Linked DNA regions of Mus musculus: region 2 is linked to region 1. Evidence: chromatin contacts called from public HiChIP or PLAC-seq data. All regions are on one chromosome and are shown on one strand. The core of a region is the stretch at or near the end of the contact, and the rest is flanking DNA. Distances in the headings are between cores, read along the strand shown.

Evidence for each region. HiChIP or PLAC-seq counts read pairs in DNA pulled down with a chosen protein or histone mark.
Region 2: a contact with region 1 is called in a FOXA1 HiChIP or PLAC-seq map of pancreatic cancer cells. The contact joins two enhancer-like sites. A contact is called at or near these places in 1 of 15 datasets of contacts at CTCF or cohesin (pro-B cells), 4 of 484 Hi-C or Micro-C datasets (cerebellar granule neurons, cerebellum, embryonic fibroblasts and 1 more) and 2 of 115 datasets of contacts at active chromatin or transcription factors (VIP interneurons and pancreatic cancer cells).

Annotation. Positions count from the first base shown.
Region 1 is chr11:42,904,764-42,908,556 of GRCm38.p6, forward strand. No RefSeq gene overlaps it. Among named protein-coding and RNA genes, the nearest start is that of Gm34644, 33 kb to the left of the region's middle. Within about 2 kb of position 1,463, at least 17 of the 459 cell types and tissues checked have an H3K27ac peak or open chromatin away from gene starts, as enhancers often do. A contact at or near this core is called in VIP interneurons and pancreatic cancer cells, where this site is marked.
Region 2 is chr11:43,342,578-43,346,617 of GRCm38.p6, forward strand. No RefSeq gene overlaps it. Among named protein-coding and RNA genes, the nearest start is that of Mir146, 30 kb to the right of the region's middle. Within about 2 kb of position 2,299, at least 46 of the 459 cell types and tissues checked have an H3K27ac peak or open chromatin away from gene starts, as enhancers often do. A contact at or near this core is called in VIP interneurons and pancreatic cancer cells, where this site is marked.

The DNA.
Region 1 (3,793 bases), core at 213-2,712:
TCTTGTCTTATCAATTGTCTTAGGAACTTCTAGATACATTTTGGAGATCTAAGAAGTTAAATTTATTTCTATAATAATGCTGTGATATCAATCACCTTTTCCACTCTTCCATTTGCTTGAGTGGAGAAATGGAGTTTACCAAGACTGCATGGCATATGTTAGCATGATATATATTGAGCTTTTCTTTCTATATTAACATGTGAAGAAGTTATTAATACCATTTAAAAATAAATACCATTTAAAATTAAAACATTCTAACTTATTTTTATAACTGCCAATGTGATTACTACTGATTCAAGTCTTTGGGGGCCTACATAAATGTCACAATTGCATAAGGCCCCAAAACAAAAATATTTGAGCACTGACTAGGGTGGACTCACAGCCTTCTAATTCCCTCTTCCTTCCTCTCCATATCACCAAGATTATGAATATCCCTCCCTGACTCTTAAAAGGATGTTCTTAGCTTTGAACATTAAGATCAAGTCAGGATATAATCCTGGCCATGGAGGTGAAAGAGCAAGGAGAAAAACAAAAAAAGAAATCTCCATTAACTTTCCTAAGTTCATAATTGGGGCATATTCCTGAATTCAGAGACAGGTTAACAAAAGAACTAGCAGGTTTAATCATTTCTCCCTGGAAATCAACTCTCAGAATGCAATGGCTTGGAACTCCATCTTAAATAGTATTTCAACATAATGCCATAAAACTCAAGCCAACAACAAGACCAAGAGAAGAATAACAACAGGATTTGCAAAAGATATGAAAACTGAAAAAAACAAACAAACAAGCAAAACACAATAAAAACTGTTCCCAAATTCCACTGGCCCTGCTGGCACCATTTACTAAACCTATGAGTAAGATAATTATTCACGGCTCTGTCCCTAGATTGGAAAGCAGAGGAGATGATACAAAGACCTTTGGTCTGTTTGGATGGGCCTGGTGCTGTTTGTATTTTGATGCTAATTCTGTTCTCCTGGGAGGGGTTGCAGACAAGGAGTGAGTCATGTACTCAGGTGACTTCTTGTAAACCAATCCCCTAATGAATAATGGAACCAATCACTGGGCAAGTAGGAGGGGCTTCCTGGTTGAATGGAGGAAGAGAGGAAGCAGAAGAGAGTTAGGGCTTTTTGGACAGGATAGCATGAGAACAAGATGTAACTACTAGTGTCTCCCAGTCTCAGAATTCACCACCCGAGGATTTAGATTTAATAAGGTTTACAAGATTAGGATTTTAGTTGTTATGCCCAGTGATTGAGTTACCATTGTTTCTGAACTAAGTTTGTGTGGCATTTTCCTTCACGCAGTGGCTCAACTGGGTTCAAGAGAGAAAGGTACAGAGGCAAACTGTGGGTTTGCCTGAGGTGCACCACAAAGACTGTAAGGGATTTGAATCATGGGGTTGGCATGGTAATGACCCGCCAGTGGGAACCTAGTGAGCTGAGTGGAGAGATTGCAGAATCTGAGTCAGAGAGTCTCCAAGAGATAAGAGCAGGCTGGCCAGACCAACAGGGCTGAGAGTAGCAGGGCCTAGCCCAGGAACATGCTGGCTTAAATTTTATCATTTCCCGCAACATTGGTCCCCATGTAATTCTGTCCTGTTACCAAACAGTGTCTGTCTTTAGCTCAGCAATACTCATTTTAAAGTGACACATTCACATTTCCTTCAGGAACCAAGAAAGAAGATAGAGAATATACAATATGCTCTGTCCCTCAAATAGTCAAATGGATGATCCTGGAATATTAAGTAATGCACAAAAAAAAAATAACTGTTCACTGCAGTAAGAACCTGAGACATACATACATACATACATACATACATACATACATACATCATAATCACATACACAAACAAACAAATAAAACAGATTAGCAGGTGGTATCAGATGGATCATGTTCAGCTGCCTAGTAGCTGACTGTTTGTTCCATGGCACAGGCATCGGCAGAACAATGTGGGCTCCGTTGTTCAATATGCTATATAGTGAGGCTGTAATGATCACTACAGAGCTGAACCACTCATGTCGATTTGACAGCCCAACAGAGCAGCAGCAGGGCAGTGCTAAACTTGCAGAATTCAAAGAAGAGCCACTTTTACAAAACCTATAAAGGCCTTCTCTCTTCATCTTTCTGAGCCCTACCTCTGAGGGTTCAAGATGAAAAAAAGGAAATAGTAATAGAGATGCAGCTTGATTCCAGAAAATGCTTCATAAGAAAGAGCATGTAAACCTGCTAAGAAAAAAAATGAAATAACACATAGCTGTTCTGTGCCTGTACAGCATCACTCTGGGCTCCAGAGCTTAGGGTCACATGTGCCTCATAAATCCCAAGAGTGTTCTACACAGTCCTTATGTGTCCTTCCCTGATCTCAGGGGTTGTAACCCAATATCAGTTCAGGAGGGCAAATGGAGCAGAGAGGATGAAAGTGGAGTTTGGAAATCCTGTGTGTACTTATGGTACTGACAACATCAAGACTAGCTGCAGGAAGAGACATCCACTTCACTTGGGGTGATTTAAGGTTTATATAGTTTTGGGGACTAGAGGTCAGAATATCCATCATGGGAAAGGCATTGGCTGAAGATTTAAGATACTGAGATACCTCTTGAGCAGGGAGAGGCATGCCAGGAATCTCAGGAGCTAGCCAAACAGATTTTTATTGGAAGAAAGGAAGTTAAACTTGTAATCTCAATCAAGTCTGCGAAGAAGAGGTCCTGCTGGTAAAGGGAGTCTGCCATTTTGTGCTGAGCCCAGAAGGCTATCAGAACAATGGTAGAATTTGATCTTATTTAGCAGGACAACACCCTTGCTGAAGGGACGGTTCTCCCAGTCCTCAGGAACCCTGAACGCCTGCCTGGTTATAAGTGTTTGTAGCAAAAGAGGATGTTGTCTGAGGGTTTCTATTGCCATAATAAAACATCATGACCAAAAGCAACTTGACAAAAGAAAGGTTTATTTCAGCTTACAAATACTCTATCACTGACAGAAGTCATAACAGAAACTCGAGGTAGAAGGGGGAACTGAAGCAGAGGCCATGGAGGAGTGATGATTACTAGTTTGTTTATGATGGCTTGCTCAGCCTGCTTTCTATACAAGTCAGGACTACATGGCCCTCCCAGATCAGTTACTGATTAAGAAAATAGCCCACAGACTTGCCTACAACCAATCATATTGGAGCATTTTTTTTCCTTCTTAAATGACATTAGCTGTGTCAGGTTGACAAAAACTAACCAGGACAAATGTGTTTCTCTATCTTTCTTTAAGAATTACCCACTCCCTCTAGGCAACTTCATCTAATGGCCAAGATGTGAGGGCTATAAGTCAAATAAGATTCACCCAAACATATCATAAACATTAGATTGTGGAACTCTTGAGAGGGAGTTAGGGAGTAAGTTCTGTCAATCACATGATGGTGTTTTATGTATTTATCTTAAGATTGGGCACAACAAATGTTCCTCAATTAAAATAAAAAAGTTATTCAGAGAGGAAAGGAGCAATGGCTAGGTAGAGGAAGGAAGTGGCATGTGAGAGGTTGGCCCGAAGTTTGAAAAGACTGAGAGGGGAAGAAGGCATTCCAGAAGGCAAAAATGAGATCAGATTGAGAGACAACAAATACAAACCTGTAAAGGAGACTCAGAAGTAGACAAAAATCATGGAGAACAAGGAAACGTGACAGATAAAGAAAGCCCACAGAGATAGCACTGTGTGTCACTGAAGATCAAATATTCAGAGATCTATGAAAAGTAAGAGGAAAGAAGAGTGAGATTTTTCACTTTCTGTTTTGACATCTCAAAGGTACTTC
Region 2 (4,040 bases), core at 1,049-3,548, 440 kb after region 1:
GCTGTTTACTTTGTTTTGGTTGGTTGGTCGTTCTGTCCGTCAGTTGGTTGGTTTGTCTTTCCATCCTCTGTTCCTGTGGCTGTCCTGCTCTTGCTAGATGCGGCCCCAGTGCTTTCTTTGTGGTAGATTGTTTTGCCTTTCATTACTGTCTGCTGTTAAACAATGAGATCTTCATTCCTCCAACTTTTATTCCCCCCCCCCCTCCGCCCCCAGAAAAGTTCAAACCATGACCAGCAAGCTGAGCTCTGACCTCTAAGTTGCCATCACAGAGCAGCCAAGGAACAAAGAGAGAGTCAATCCCACAAAGAAAGACAGCCATCACTGTGAACCTTCTTCCCACCTCCTCTGTAAAATGCCCTTTGAAATGTTTATACGTACACCTCTGCTGAAATGCTGCAGCTCCAGACTCACAGATTGTTGGTGTAGAGCAGTCCCCGGGAGCGTCAGCCCCATCCACTGGTTAGCTTGAAGAGCCAGAAGACGTTTATTTGCTCCATCCGACTCATCTGAGTTGTAAAAGCTAATTCATCTCTCACAAGCCATTTCCAAGAAAACGGGTGAAGTCCTTACATTGAAAAGAGCAAACTACAGGAGGGTGTGGAGAGAGGAGATATCAAATAAGACTAAAGTATAAGAGTGTGTGTGTGTGTGTGTGTGTGTGTGTGTGTGTGTGAGAGAGAGAGAGACAGACAGACAGACAGACAGACAGACAGAGACAGAGAGAGACAGAGTAAGGGCATAAGAATGTTGGAATCTCACTATCCTCTACTATCAGAGTCACCTAGAGGCGAACACCAGATTGGGAGCACTAGAGAAAGGGCGAATAAAGAATTCAACTCACTTTTTGAGGACGGTATTTTTGGTTAATTGGGAGCTATAGTGAGTTCAAGAAAAAGAATTAGGGGTTGCAGTTGATCTGTTAGTCCAAGCAAGACACGGTAGTAGTTTCAGAAGGAGTCAGAGTCATAAAAGGGAAAGGTGGGCAGGTTAAAAATATGTCTGAGTCAAGTAATCAACGCAAGGCTAAGCACAGCATTGCAAGCGGGGAAGAGATACGAGATTTCGACAAAGTCTCTGACTTATTTAACTGCATTGTGGTTGCTGTTCAATGAGGTAAGAAACATCAGAAAGCACAGATGGGTGATTGCAGGCTCACTCTCAAAATGCTGATTTCAAGACATCCAAATGGTGAAGTCAGGTATTCCATTTGCAGCTGGTAGGAAACAGACGTGACTTTTGTATTTAAATGTGATGCATGGAAACAGAGGGGAAAGTTGGGCCTGACTAAAGGCACACTCCTTTTAATGGAAGCACTTGTGAAGCAGAGGCAGAAAGATATTGGTCAGGTCAAGGTCAGCCTGGTTTACATACTGAGTTTCCCCAGGCTAGTTAGGTAACACACAGTGAGCTCTTGTCTCGGGTAAGAAAAAGGGGGGAGGAGGAGGAGGAGGAGGAGGAGGAGGAGGAGGAGGAGGAGGAGGAGGAGGAGGAGGAGGAGGAGAGGAGGGGAGAAAAAGGAGGAGGAGAGGGAGGAAGAGGAGGAGGAGGAGTGGAAAGAAGTGCTTGGCTTAGCTAGGGTTATATCGTTAGGAGAGAGAATACAATGTGAGAGGAAACAAGGTCCTGGGACCACATGTAGTGGCCAAGAAGGTGAACCTCTAGAGAAACATGAGGGAAATCCAGGCACAGAAAAATTGCAGAATGGCATCAACCCCAGAGCCTTTTCCAAACATTAATTCCTCCCTTGGTCCTGTTTCTTGAGCATTTGCACACAAGGTTTGAAATAGACCACCAATTTCTGGAAGAAAAAAAAAAAATCTGTTTTCCTTCAGGCCTTGGCTATTTCAGCATGACAGCTTTTGGCCTTGACTAAGCCTGTAGCCCCTGGAGATCCCAAGCTGCCCTCTGTGTTAAGAATCCTCGCAGCCAGAAGGCCATATGCAGCCCCAGACCTTACCATGGGTCACTATAAAGACATAGCCCTGGGCTTCGCAGTCTCTAAGACAACCAGAGACCTGGGTTCCTCTGCCCACCGTGCCTCCATTTCCTATGGTCCTGTAAGGAAGGCAGAGCCATATAGATAATACAAGCCTCAGTGTGCCAGCTACTCTCTGCCCTTGATTCTATGTCCCTGCACTTGGCTGCATGCAGCCAGCTCACCAGACTATTACATCTGCTCCCAGTATTGATGCGACATGCAGCAATTTGCTTTGAAAATCAACGTCTGAGGATTGGAGGGTTTGTCTGAAGTGCAGACCCGGCGCTCTGCTGAAAGGGTACAGCTGACTCACAACGCTTTCGTTTGTTTGGTTTACCCAGTCAGACGCACGCACCCCACCGGCCCTGCCCAGCATGCATGATCTGTGAGTCTCCTCTGGAGTTTGATTTGGGAGGATAATAAGCTACACAAAGGAGCAGATAACCAGAGGGGCTTACTTGCTGTCTGAAGGGTTTATATTTAGCTTGTGACTGGGCAGCTGTCAGGATGTGGCAATCACCCTTGGGAAACATAGTCCTGGGGGAACACAAAGGCGGGGCAGGACTAGGACAGGAAGAGGATATGGAGGGTTTAAACTGTTTAGGGACACAGGAAAGAGGACCAGACCAAATGTACCATATAAGCTATTATCTGGGGACAGTATTTTGGATACTTGAAGCACAGAATACAGACACAGCGAACACAAAATAGTGAACAAGAGGCATTTTCCCCAATGTTCTGTAAATGGCCCGCACAGAGAAATTCGAGGTCCCTTTGTCTTTCCTTCCCAGCTACACTCTATGATGAGCAGCCAGCAGAGCAGGTGGCTCCAAAAGCCTGTGTTCGCATGCAGATCTCATATGAGCTCAGAAGCCATCTCCCCTTGCTAAACAATGGAAATGCTGGAAAAGATAATCTGAAAGACATCAAAATTCTTCCCCAGCAAAGACAAGGAGAGTAACCTGAAGGGCACAGGTGGGGTCAACAGGAACCTGCCCATTATAGATGCCTGGGTCAGTTATCACAGGATGCTCTGCACTTGTTAAAGGTTCAGGGCTGATGCCATCCAAAACAAACAAACAAACAAAAACAGTGGTCAATGTTTTTTATTTAATTTAATTACATTTCTCCCCTCCCTTTCCTACCTCCAAGCCCTCCCCACTCTCCCTCAAATCTATGTCCTCTTTTTCACTAATTGTCATTACATGTATTAGATAGATAGATAGATAGATAGATAGATAGATAGATAGATAGATAGATAGATAGATTGATAGATAGATAGATAGATAGATAGATAGATAGATAGATAGATAGATAGATAGATAGATAGAACGTATTCAGGAATGCAACCTGTTTAGCTAGTCTGATTAATTGTATGTGTGTTTACAGGGCTGGCAGTGTGGCACTTGGCAACCATCTGGTATGCTCTTCCCTGGGGAGGTCCACCCCATCCCACTCTCTGCTTTATTCAGGTGCCTAGAGCTCTTTATGTGGGGCTGAGACTTCATGGGCTTTCCCCTATCCAATCTGTCATGTCCACTGGTGCCATCCTTGTTCAGCTCACACTTGGACAGTCTTAGTGGTGAGACTTCATGAGTACAGCTTCTGATATTACTAGGAGACACAATCTTAGATCAAAGTCCCTGATCCCCTGGCTCTTGCAATCTTTCTGCCCCCTCTTCACAATGCTCTCTCAGCCTTACACGTGGGAGGATTTTGTAGATGTATCCACAGGGACTGGAGTCCACAAACCTGCACTTTGATTGGCTGAGGGTTTTTTGTAGTGGTCTCCATATGTTCCAAACAGCACTTTCCTTGATGTAAAGACTACAGTTACCTGTAGGTATAAGAACAAATGTTTTTCGATTTTTAGGGAGTGTGCTGGTTTAGTAAATTAATGGTTCTAGACTCTTCTCCAGTTAACCAAGACTCTAACCAGCACTGAGTCTTTAGCTAGATTAGGCTAGCTAGTAGTTAGCTGTATTAGACATGAATTCCTTCTTGTTGAGCCTTGGACTTGTCTTAAATCCAACTGGAGACCTGATGGTTACTGCCAAGGCAT